Regions from separate parts of the Rattus norvegicus genome. Here region 1 is linked to region 2. The links are chromatin contacts, called in public Hi-C maps. All regions are on one chromosome and are shown on one strand. Each heading gives the region's core, a stretch centred on a gene start, on an enhancer-like site or on the middle of the called end of the contact. The rest is flanking DNA. Distances are from core to core; before and after follow the strand shown. Region 1 has its middle 97 kb from the start of Xcl1. Region 2 overlaps Atp1b1 (ATPase Na+/K+ transporting subunit beta 1).

Region 1 (4,720 bases), core at 1,900-4,399, 550 kb before region 2:
AGAGAGTTAACAGACTGGATTGGGAACTCCTGGGCCAGTCTGCTGATCTTCTATGGACAGGCAGCCTTCCCACATGGAAAACAGTGTGCAAAGACTACGTATCCCCCCACTGTATCCATTGCTTTTGTGTCATGACAACTTAACCAAAGGAAGAGTTAAGTGAGCTCCCAGTTTCAGAGGGTTTTGTCTGCCATGGTTAGAGAGCGTGAGAGAGCAGAGAATAAGAGTTTGCAAGAAACAGGGGGAGCAACAGGAAGTGGCCATGGGTCAGATAGGCCAAGGACTTACCCCAATAACCTATGTCTTTCAACCTGGTCCCACCCCCCACAAGCTTCCAGAACCACCCCAAATAACTAGCAGAAGACCAAATATTTGTAACATGAACTTGTCGGGGAGGGCATTTTGGATTCAGACTATAGCATCCAGCCAGCTCCTCTGCTCTCCTGTCACCTGAGGTCACACACCTATGTCTCACTGAAAATAGACGGGATGGGGAGGGGTTGGCAGGGAGGAGAGAGAGAGAGAGAGAGAGAGAGAGAGACAGAGACAGAGACAGAGACAGAGAGAGAGACAAAGAGGCAGAAAGAAAGAGAGATGACAGACAGACAGAGACACAGAGAGAAGCAGAGAAATAGAGAGACAGAAACAGAAAGCCTGACAGACTGACAGACAGACTGACTGACTGAAAGCTCCGGCCTTTACAGAAGCTAGCTAGGCAAGCACTGTACCACCTAAGCCCCCCCGCTGTAGCTCAGTTTCTTGGTTTTGAGACAATGTCTTGCTAAGTTACTCGAGCTGGCCTTGAACTTGTCGTCCTTCTGCCTCAGCCTCCCAGTAGCTAGGATTACATTCAGTTGGATGTCTTTTCAACACCGTGGCCTAAACACACCTTTATCACTCCGGAGTTATCGCCTGAAATTCCTTAGTCATTCATGCGGCAGATCATTTTTAGGCATTTACTCTTTGTCAAGTACTACGGGAGATCCTGGGATAAGTAGCTGAGCGAAACCAGAAAGCATTTCTGCATTTTAAAGCTCAGTGTTCAGTGGGGGAGCTAGAGGTCTAGCTCCCACGTCAGTATGCCAACAGATATAAAATTGTCACGGTGACAGGGTAGGTCAAGGGAGAAGATTACAGATTTCCTGGCTGATGAAGCCAGGGGTGAGAACAAGGGCAGTGTAAGATCAGACAGAAGAGAGGGACTGTGCATCCCAGGATGGGAGAGGACCTCAGACAGGGAAGACTGAGCCAGCCTGAGGTAGGAGATGCCTGTGAGCCTCAGGGCTGAGTGTAAAAGCTATGGTGCCAGAGGCCAGTTCTAAGTCCTAGATTCTTCACCAGGTTTAATGCTTTTATTCTGAGGACAACGGGAGCTCACCAGAGGAACCAGGGGACTTTTACGGTGGCGTTCTGCTCTTTTTGTTTATTTTTTAAAATATTAAATTAAATGAATTAGTCTTCTTAGACAGGGTCTTATTGCACAGCCAAAGCTAGCCAGGAACTCACAACCCTCCTGTGTTACTTTCCTAAGTGCTGGGGTTACAAGAGAGAGAGTTACTATGCTGGGCTACATTGTGATCTGAAGAGAGCTTTGGTTAGAGCATTGGTTTGCAGAATGTGGTGGGGGAACTTACCGCAAAGATGGATAGGTCTGATGGTGCCTTATGATGTCGCTTGTATTTTGTTTTGTGGATTAGAGTTAGAAAAAAATGCATGGAAGCCACGTCTCTGGAGACCTCCGCAGAAACAGGAACTTGACAGAGACCGGGAAGGGCTGTCAGAAGGACCCCTTGCCATGGATGTTCCAGAATGGTTCCACAAGCCGGACCCCAGTAGAAGAAGCTCCAGAAGCATCTGGTTCAAGGCTAAAGCCAAATTAAACCTGCCTCTCAGGCCATGCAAGTGTGCTGAAGGGAAGTGAACAAAAGGAGAAAAGCTTCTAGTAAGGGCCTATGATGTGCAGCCAGGCTAACGAGGAACTCTCAGGCCACCTGTTTCGGCCTCCTGCTCTGAAGAGAGCCTTCCTGGGGCCGAGGAAATCGGTCCCGTTTCGAAAGGCTGCTATGAAGAAAGCCCTGCTAGTCTTGCTCTTGCCGTCCCTACATGCTCTGCGATTAGGTGCGCCCATTCTTTGTATTCCTGGCTTGAGCTCAGGGTCTAGGGTTTCTAGAACACCAGAGCTGGGGTATTTGGGAAGCTGAGTGTTTTGTGGGCACCCCGTGTATAGGAGTCTGACAACGAGTGATGAACTTAGCCGTGGAGAAAGCTGGTTCCTTCGGTTGCCACAGAAACCGAATCGAGCTGGATTTAGCCTTAAATTACAGGGTACACACAGAGATGGAGTTAAACATTTGTCTACCCTGCCTGACTTCCTTTTCTTTCCACACCGAGCCTTCTCAGAAAGTGGCAGCAGCACCCGTGAAGCTGAGTGGGGGCAGCAGAGCACAAAGGGCACGGGTGGGGGCTGCCAAGGTTTTGAAAATGCCAAGGACAGCAGATTCCCACCAGAGGCAAGGTTACTGCCCAAGCAGCTTCCTCCTACACGCTAGGATCTGCCACGAAGGAGTACATCAGGGAAGAGAGCAGAGAGCTGAGCAGGATTTAAAGCCATTGCTTTGGAGACATTTGCTACAAGGTGCACATGGCCGCCGAGTACTTGCAGATAGCTTGCTGAGATGTGCTTTACAAAACCCATATACCAGATTTCAAAGACAGCACGATAAGAGAGAGAGAGAGAGAGAGAGAGAGAGAGAGAGAGAGAGAGAGAGAGAGAGGGAGAGAGAGAGAGAGAGAATATGTCATGTAAAATATTCATTACATTGAGTTGACATTGAGTTGACAATGTTTTGGATATGTTAAGTAAGACACGGCTTTAAAACAATTCCACCTATTTCTGCTCACTGTTGGCAATGGTATTGCTCCATAATTTAAAATCCCACGGGTGGCTCACACCATATTCCTGTCGGGCTGTTCATGTACTGAGGCTGTTTGAATGGATTAAGACAGTCTGTTAACTGGAGAACCTCAAGTTTCTTCTGATTATCTGCCAGATAGAGATGTTAATGCCCTCTCTAGAATCCTCCGAGCCTATGACTAGCATTTTATGCTACGGTATGTTCTACAGAGCCCTCTGCAGGTTTCCCCCTTAAAGTCAAGGTAATATCGCCACAGTTAAATGCATGCCGACTCATTCTTCAGGAGCTGCACTGGGTATGCATCACAGCGTGGCCAGAGATTTCCAAAGAAGCTACACGAGCAAGTGGCTCGGTTCCTCCACATCACTGTGTTTTCTCTCCGCCAGCAGACATTTATGCTAAGGGTCTTTAGATGGACACTGCCTTATAGAAGTGTCTTATAGAAGAAGAAAAAGTCAAGTCTGCATTACAGATGGGTTGTCGTGTTAGTTCGTTTTCCATTGCTGTAACAAAATACAGTAGGCTGGGGACTTTGTATAGAGGAGAGGTTTTTTTGGCTCGTAGTACTGGAGGCTGCAAGGTCAAATAGCACTGCAAAGGGCTCCCTGGCTGTATTACTTCATGGTGGATGGCATCCTGTGGGAGGAGCATTGTGAGCAGGAGAAATCATGGCAAGGCAGGAAGCCAGAGTGCAGGGAGGGTCTGCTTTTTCCCTGTTCTTTCTCTTAGAACTAAGTAAAGTCCAAGGTAACTATATCAATTCTCCTTGATGATAGCACCTTATATTAGGCTCCACCTTTAAACACCCCCATGAATTTGCATGTAGGTTCAAGCTTGCAAATGAACTGCTATGAATGGGTCTTTAAAACACTCTAGGCAATGCCTTGTGCAGTAGACATAGTCATTCTTCTGGTAGAGATGGGTTAAGTGGGAATATCCATGAGTTCCTGAGAAAGAACATATAATTGGAGTAATTGGTTAGGGGCCTGGCAAGAGAAAGGGTGGCAGGAAGAGGCATACAGACAAGCCTCTGGGAGAGAATCTGTCCTAGGGTTTCTTTCCTGCACAAACATTAGGACCTTGAAGCAAGTTGGGGAGGAAAGGGTTTATTCAGCGTACACTTCCACATTGCTGTTCATCACCAAAGGAAGTCAGGACAGGAACTCACACAGGGTAGGAACTAGGAGGCAGGAATGGATGCAGAAGGCATTGGGGAATGCTGCTTCCTGGCTTGCTTCCCCCTGGCTTGCTCAGCTTGCTTTCTTATAGAACCCAAGACTGCCACCTCAGGAATGGCACCACCCACAATGGGCCCTCCAACACTTGATCACTAATTGAAAAAAATGCCTTACAGCTGGATCTCATGGAGGCATTGTAAGATTCAAACATAATGGCTATGGCTGCCTTAACCAGAGAGTTTCCAAAGAATTTAGCATAACACCCTGTCCAAAGAATTTAGAATAACACCCTGTCCAAAGAATTTAGAATAACACCCTGCTCCTGGGTGCTAACTGCAAAGAGGGCAGGGCCCTTTTCAGTCCCCCATCTGCATGCCAAAGATATCTCTACATTGAGGAATGTAAGGGTCAACGTGCATCATCAAGGTCCAACTCATGCTGTTGCCAAAGGCTGTCCTCCACAGTGTATAAAAAGTGTGTGCTTTTGCTACTCTGGGGTTGCCTCTGTCCCAATTACAGGGCAACCCCAGCATGCTGGATCATTAAACCTCTTGCTTGATTGCATCACTCTCGGTCTCCGTGTTTTCATGAGTGGGATCTCCCGGACATAGGGCTCATCAGGTCCTA
Region 2 (4,939 bases), core at 725-3,224:
ATAATTCTGAAATCATGAAGGGCCGGGGAGCAGAGTTTGTGGCATTTGGTTTAGACTGGGCACTGATTTCTACACACCAAGGGTGGTTAACCAGCTAAGTAGACTGTAGAAAACAGGTGAGCTACTAGTCCAAGACTTTTCAAAGGGAGCAGGCTTGAGGTGTCTGGGTGTACCTAGGCTATAGATGGGACTATTGTCTCAAGGCAGGACTATTGTCTTCTGGCTACCCTGGCTAACCCCAAGGCAAAAGGTAAGTGGGAGGGGACTGGTTCCCAGAATTCTGTAAAGTAAGTCTTGATAATAACTCCACAGATAAAATAATAAATAAAAATAAAACACCTAGGTTGTTCAGATTGACACTTAAAGGGAGGGACTCTTCCAAATGAGTAACGGTAAAGGTTCACATGTGTATCCGTATAAGTCATTCTCACTCCATTTTCTTTGTAACTGGAAAGTACTTTCAACCTGGAATGGATTGGAGACAGGCGATGCCTTCATGTGAACGTTTTTCTTAGCCTTCCGTGCCCTTGGAGGTTTCTGTGGAAGATGATACCTGTTTAAGCGTACTTGGCTGTGAGTCATCAGAAGTATCAAATGATAGGTCCACACAGTCGGCTTCGGGAGCTTTGGGATTCAATGGGGAAACTGCTACAAGGTTAAAATGGCCACATTCTCCTTGAAGTACTTCAGCAGCAGATTGAGAAATCACAAACTTGCTACATTATAAACAAAATGCCGACTAGTGAAAAGCCTCTTTTCTTTTTTGTCTTCTGTTCACTTCCCCCTACTGTGAACACCTGCTGATGCCTGAAGTGGGGGTGTTTGCCTCTGTTGTTTCACAGAAGGTAGAGGCCCCAGAGGCAGGTGCATCTGGAAAGGGCAAGTGTGAAGTCAGAGGCGCCTGTGCTTGCGTGCACCTGTGTGTGAGTGTTAGGTTTTTGTGAGACCAGGCTGGCCTTGAACTCATATACACCTGTCTCTGCCTCCTGAGTGCTGGGACTATGGTTTGTGCTACCACCACCCAAACTGAAGTATTTGTAAGAACCCAAAATTAGCATTCAAATTATTGTTTCAGTTCTCCAAGGTGACTTTGCAAGGTAGCAGCAGGACTAGTTTTTGCTGGTGGTGGCAAAGCAAGGCTATATTGAGCTTCACCTCCTTATTGGACACTTAGGTGCTGAGAACAGAGTCAGGAGGCAAGACCTGCTCCAGGGACCGTGGTTTGGAACCATATAGCCAGAGGATGGATGTTCTGCTCTGGCCTCTGGGAGTTACCACTGAAGTAGAGCTCACCCTTGTTCTGTTTCTACTAACAGCTTTAGAAGTGGGCAACGGAAAGCCAGAAGCCAAAAGATCTATGCGGGCGTACCAGCTGGCAAAGGCCCTAGTTGGCAAGGTGGGGGTGGGGGTAGGGATTTGAGCTATGGGGTGGAAATCGGTGTGATTCCAGCGTTTGATTTCGTTATTTATTTGCCTTGACTAGAGAAGGGTGGCACTGATTGCACGTCACTCTTCTGGGTCAGTGGTGCCACTGCAGGTAACTATAGTACACATCGTTTTCACGGGTCAGATGGCAGGCGGCAGGCAGCTGACGCACTTCTGAGCAAGTGAGGCCAGCGTATACATCTGGGTGAACCCAAGGTCCTGAAAAACAAGGACTGAGATACAGGGACTCATGTTTGGGGGTCTGGCACATGTCACTCTGTGTCTCTTAATGGGGACCTTGGCTTGGGATGGTGAGAGAATGACAAGGACTCTCGGTAATCCCATGGTCCTTTGCTCTTCCGAGAAGTGGCATCACTGTACCTCATACAGACACCTAAGAAATGGTCCCTGAAAGAGAATACAGAGGGACAGCTGGAAAGTGAGAGGCAGTGGGGAATTCCAACTGATGCCAGGGCAGAAGGGACAGTGACGTGGGTGAGCCTGCTTTGTGACCTGGGTCCTACCTTGTTTATTTTCAGTGTGACCTTAAGGTCACTTTGTAGGTGCAGCTTGTCTGTTGGACTCCGTTGCTTTGCTAGCAGGGTGGGGTTTTGCTGTGTCTCCTGCTCTGCTGGGGCCCACAGCTTACACTGCTGTTACTTAGCAAGCTGGCTGCATGCAGTCTCCTTTCGGTTGGCTGCGGTCTCTTTTCTCCGGGCTTCCCTCTTTTCTGAAGGACAGGTGGGGCTGTTCTAGCTTCTGACATTTGATCCCTTTCATTTCTTCAGCCTTCCAGCTGCCCCACCCTCCTGGGCCTGGGAAGCCCTGCAGCCCTGTGGTAACCCTGGGCACACAGTTCTGCCCTTTGTCCAGTTCTGCCTGACAAATTCACAGGCACTTGTTCTCCGATCTTAGGCATGACTGCCCCTCGAGAGTCCACTTTCTCAGGATCCCAGGGCTGTTCTAGGAAAACACCCCCATTCTCCTGGTTTTTAATTCTCTAGCACTGGTCTGTGCCCTTCACTCCCCCAGGGCCAGGCAAATCACCTTGACTTAACGTCCTGTTTACAACTCTGGGCAGCCCTCTAGCTGCCTGCCCCTGTTTCAGTCCTATCTGTTTGTTGTCCCACACTCTTGCCCTCGATGGCTTTCTCCTTGCAGAGGTCAGAGGTTCTCAGTGCTTTGCATCATAGCACAATTGGTAAGTCACAGGGCAGCCTCCCATGTAATATAAAAACAAATTATCTAGAATATACTGAGATTGATTTAGACATAAAAAGCAATCTTTCCTGATTTAATCAAGCCAGGTGTGGTGGCTCACACCTTTGATCCCAGCGCTGGGGAGGCAGAGGAAGGTGGATTTCTGTGAGTTCCAGGCCAGCCTGGTCTACAGAGTGAGCTCTGGGACAGCCAGGGCTACACAGAGGAACCTTGTCTTGAAAAACCGGGTGTTGTGGTGGGGGAGAATGTTTAATCATGAGTACCCTTTGTTTATTTCAAGCTGAAGACTTTATGAGCTAATTCTGAAGCACCTTTCCCCCGTCCACAGCTTCCCCTCTGTCCTTTAGACTTTGCATTAGCCTGTCCAAGAAGATTCTTTACATTTAAAAAAAAGTCACTTTTATAAGAAGTATAGGGTGCGTGTGTCATGGTATACACATGTGGCGTATGTGTATACGAGGACAACTTTGTGGAGTCAGTTTTCTCTTTGCACCTTTATGAGGGTCCCAGGATCCAGTCAGGTCAGTAGGCTTGCACAGCAAGTGCTTTCCGTGCTGAGCAACCTCGCTGGCCCACGCCCCAGAAGATTCTTTGTTGTTCGGTTGGTTTGAGACAAAAAGTCTCATTGTGTAGCTCTGGCTGGCCTTGAACTTGTTTCAGGCTGTCCTGGAGCATAGAGAGCTCCATGAGTGCTGGAATTGAAGGCCTGTGCCACCGTGCTGCCCAGGAAGGTGCTTGTCATCAATCCTGACATTGTCATCTTGAGCACTCCTCTTCCCAACTCTACTCTCGCTTCCTTGTCTTCATCTCCACCCCTTCTGCCATCGCTATGGGGGCTGTTCACTGAGCAACCTTCAGGTGGGCCATGCAACCCCTTTTGAAGCTCAAGGCAATCTTTACTAGAAAAACTAACCGCTATTGCCTTTAACTTGTGTTGAAGGCTTCTTCTCAAGTCCCACACATGGCGCTGGCAAATAATTAACTAAGTTGGTTGTGCGTCCACTCGAATTTATGTCATTGTCTGCACTGATGTCGCCACTATTCAATTCTGATTCTCCAGAGCAGTCATTCTAAACCGAGGGTGCTTTATGCCCAGGTAGGGCTGGAATGGATCCTATGAGGCTGCTGGTCGAACCAGCCTTTGAGGAGAGTGGTGTGGGTGCTCCCAGTTGCCAGGAGGAGATGGAAGGAAGTCAGGTACAGCTCCTGACTAGAGGCGCCTGACACAGAGTGAGGCTGCCAGATGTCACAACAGAAAACACAGGATAGCTGGTTACCTTGAAATTTGTTACACAGAGTGTGTTCCAAGGAACTGCCCCACGCTTATTTGCAACTGGAAAGTAATTGGGTATCTTTATCTGTCTGTTCTGGACTGGACTGTCTTTCCACCTCACTGCCCTGGACCTGGTGGTGCTGTGTAGTGTAGTCCGAGTGCCCATTTGGAAAACACTACGAGGGCGGAGGCTACTGGACACGAGAGAGTAACAGCAGAGAAGGCAAACCCACGTCATGCGTCTTGAACTTCACTCTGACAGGGCCGACATGCTCAGACATTTGTATTGGCAACTGCATATGTGTCTTGAGTCGTCCCCCATTAGAAACTGAAAGAATCTATCCTAGGTTACAAGAGCCAAAGGAGCGTCTCTGTGGAGCAGTCCTGAGGTTAGAGAGACTGGGGTGACCTGGAACACAGGCAGGGGCAGGTGCCTGCTCCACATACTTCGGTGCTATGACTGAAGGGACAGCCACCTGTGTACCGGCTGCTAGCAACACGGCTTTGAACGTGACTGCATTCGAGGGCCCTAGAGAACCCCGGGGTTTGGAGAGCCGCACACCTGGGTCGGGATTCTGGTTCCACTGCTTTCTCTGCATCCTTGGCACAGCACTCTGCTTTCATTCTAAGTGGCGTTCTCATTCATAAAACAGGCTAGTGCCTACTGTGAAGTGTTGGCAAGGAAACTGGATGTTATTTGATATTGCATCACCGCCATTACATTTAGACAGCTAATCTAAATCCCATCAGATTGGATTCACCAGGGAAGTGGGGACTTAATCCATCCCGAGTTAAGAGGGGGCAAGGGAAGTGTGTTTGTGCCGGGAACGCCTGCTTTTGAAGTCTCCTGGTTGCGTTCCTACTAATAATGTCTGTCTTCCTGACTCTTCCCTGGTGTAGGATTGACACAGATTCCTCAGATCCAAAAGACTGAAATTTCCTTCCGTCCTAATGACCCCAAGAGCTACGAGGCCTATGTGCTAAACATCATCAGGTTCCTGGAAAAGTACAAAGATTCGG

Evidence for each region. Hi-C and Micro-C count contacts between places; a contact is called where the count stands out from the background.
Region 1: a contact with region 2 is called in a Hi-C map of kidney, with 2.5 times the contacts expected there. The contact joins two enhancer-like sites. A contact is called at or near these places in 3 of 12 Hi-C or Micro-C datasets (the A7r5 cell line, frontal cortex and kidney).

Annotation. Positions count from the first base shown.
Region 1 is chr13:79,880,455-79,885,174 of GRCr8, reverse strand. No RefSeq gene overlaps it. Among named protein-coding and RNA genes, the nearest start is that of Xcl1, 97 kb to the right of the region's middle. Within about 2 kb of position 3,149, at least 40 of the 93 cell types and tissues checked have an H3K27ac peak or open chromatin away from gene starts, as enhancers often do. A contact at or near this core is called in kidney, where this site is marked.
Region 2 is chr13:79,325,931-79,330,869 of GRCr8, reverse strand. It overlaps Atp1b1 (ATPase Na+/K+ transporting subunit beta 1), which reads left to right. Exons shown (of 6, transcript NM_013113.2): 3 at 4,820-4,939. Among named protein-coding and RNA genes, the nearest start is that of Atp1b1, 12 kb to the left of the region's middle. Within about 2 kb of position 1,974, at least 16 of the 93 cell types and tissues checked have an H3K27ac peak or open chromatin away from gene starts, as enhancers often do. A contact at or near this core is called in kidney, where this site is marked.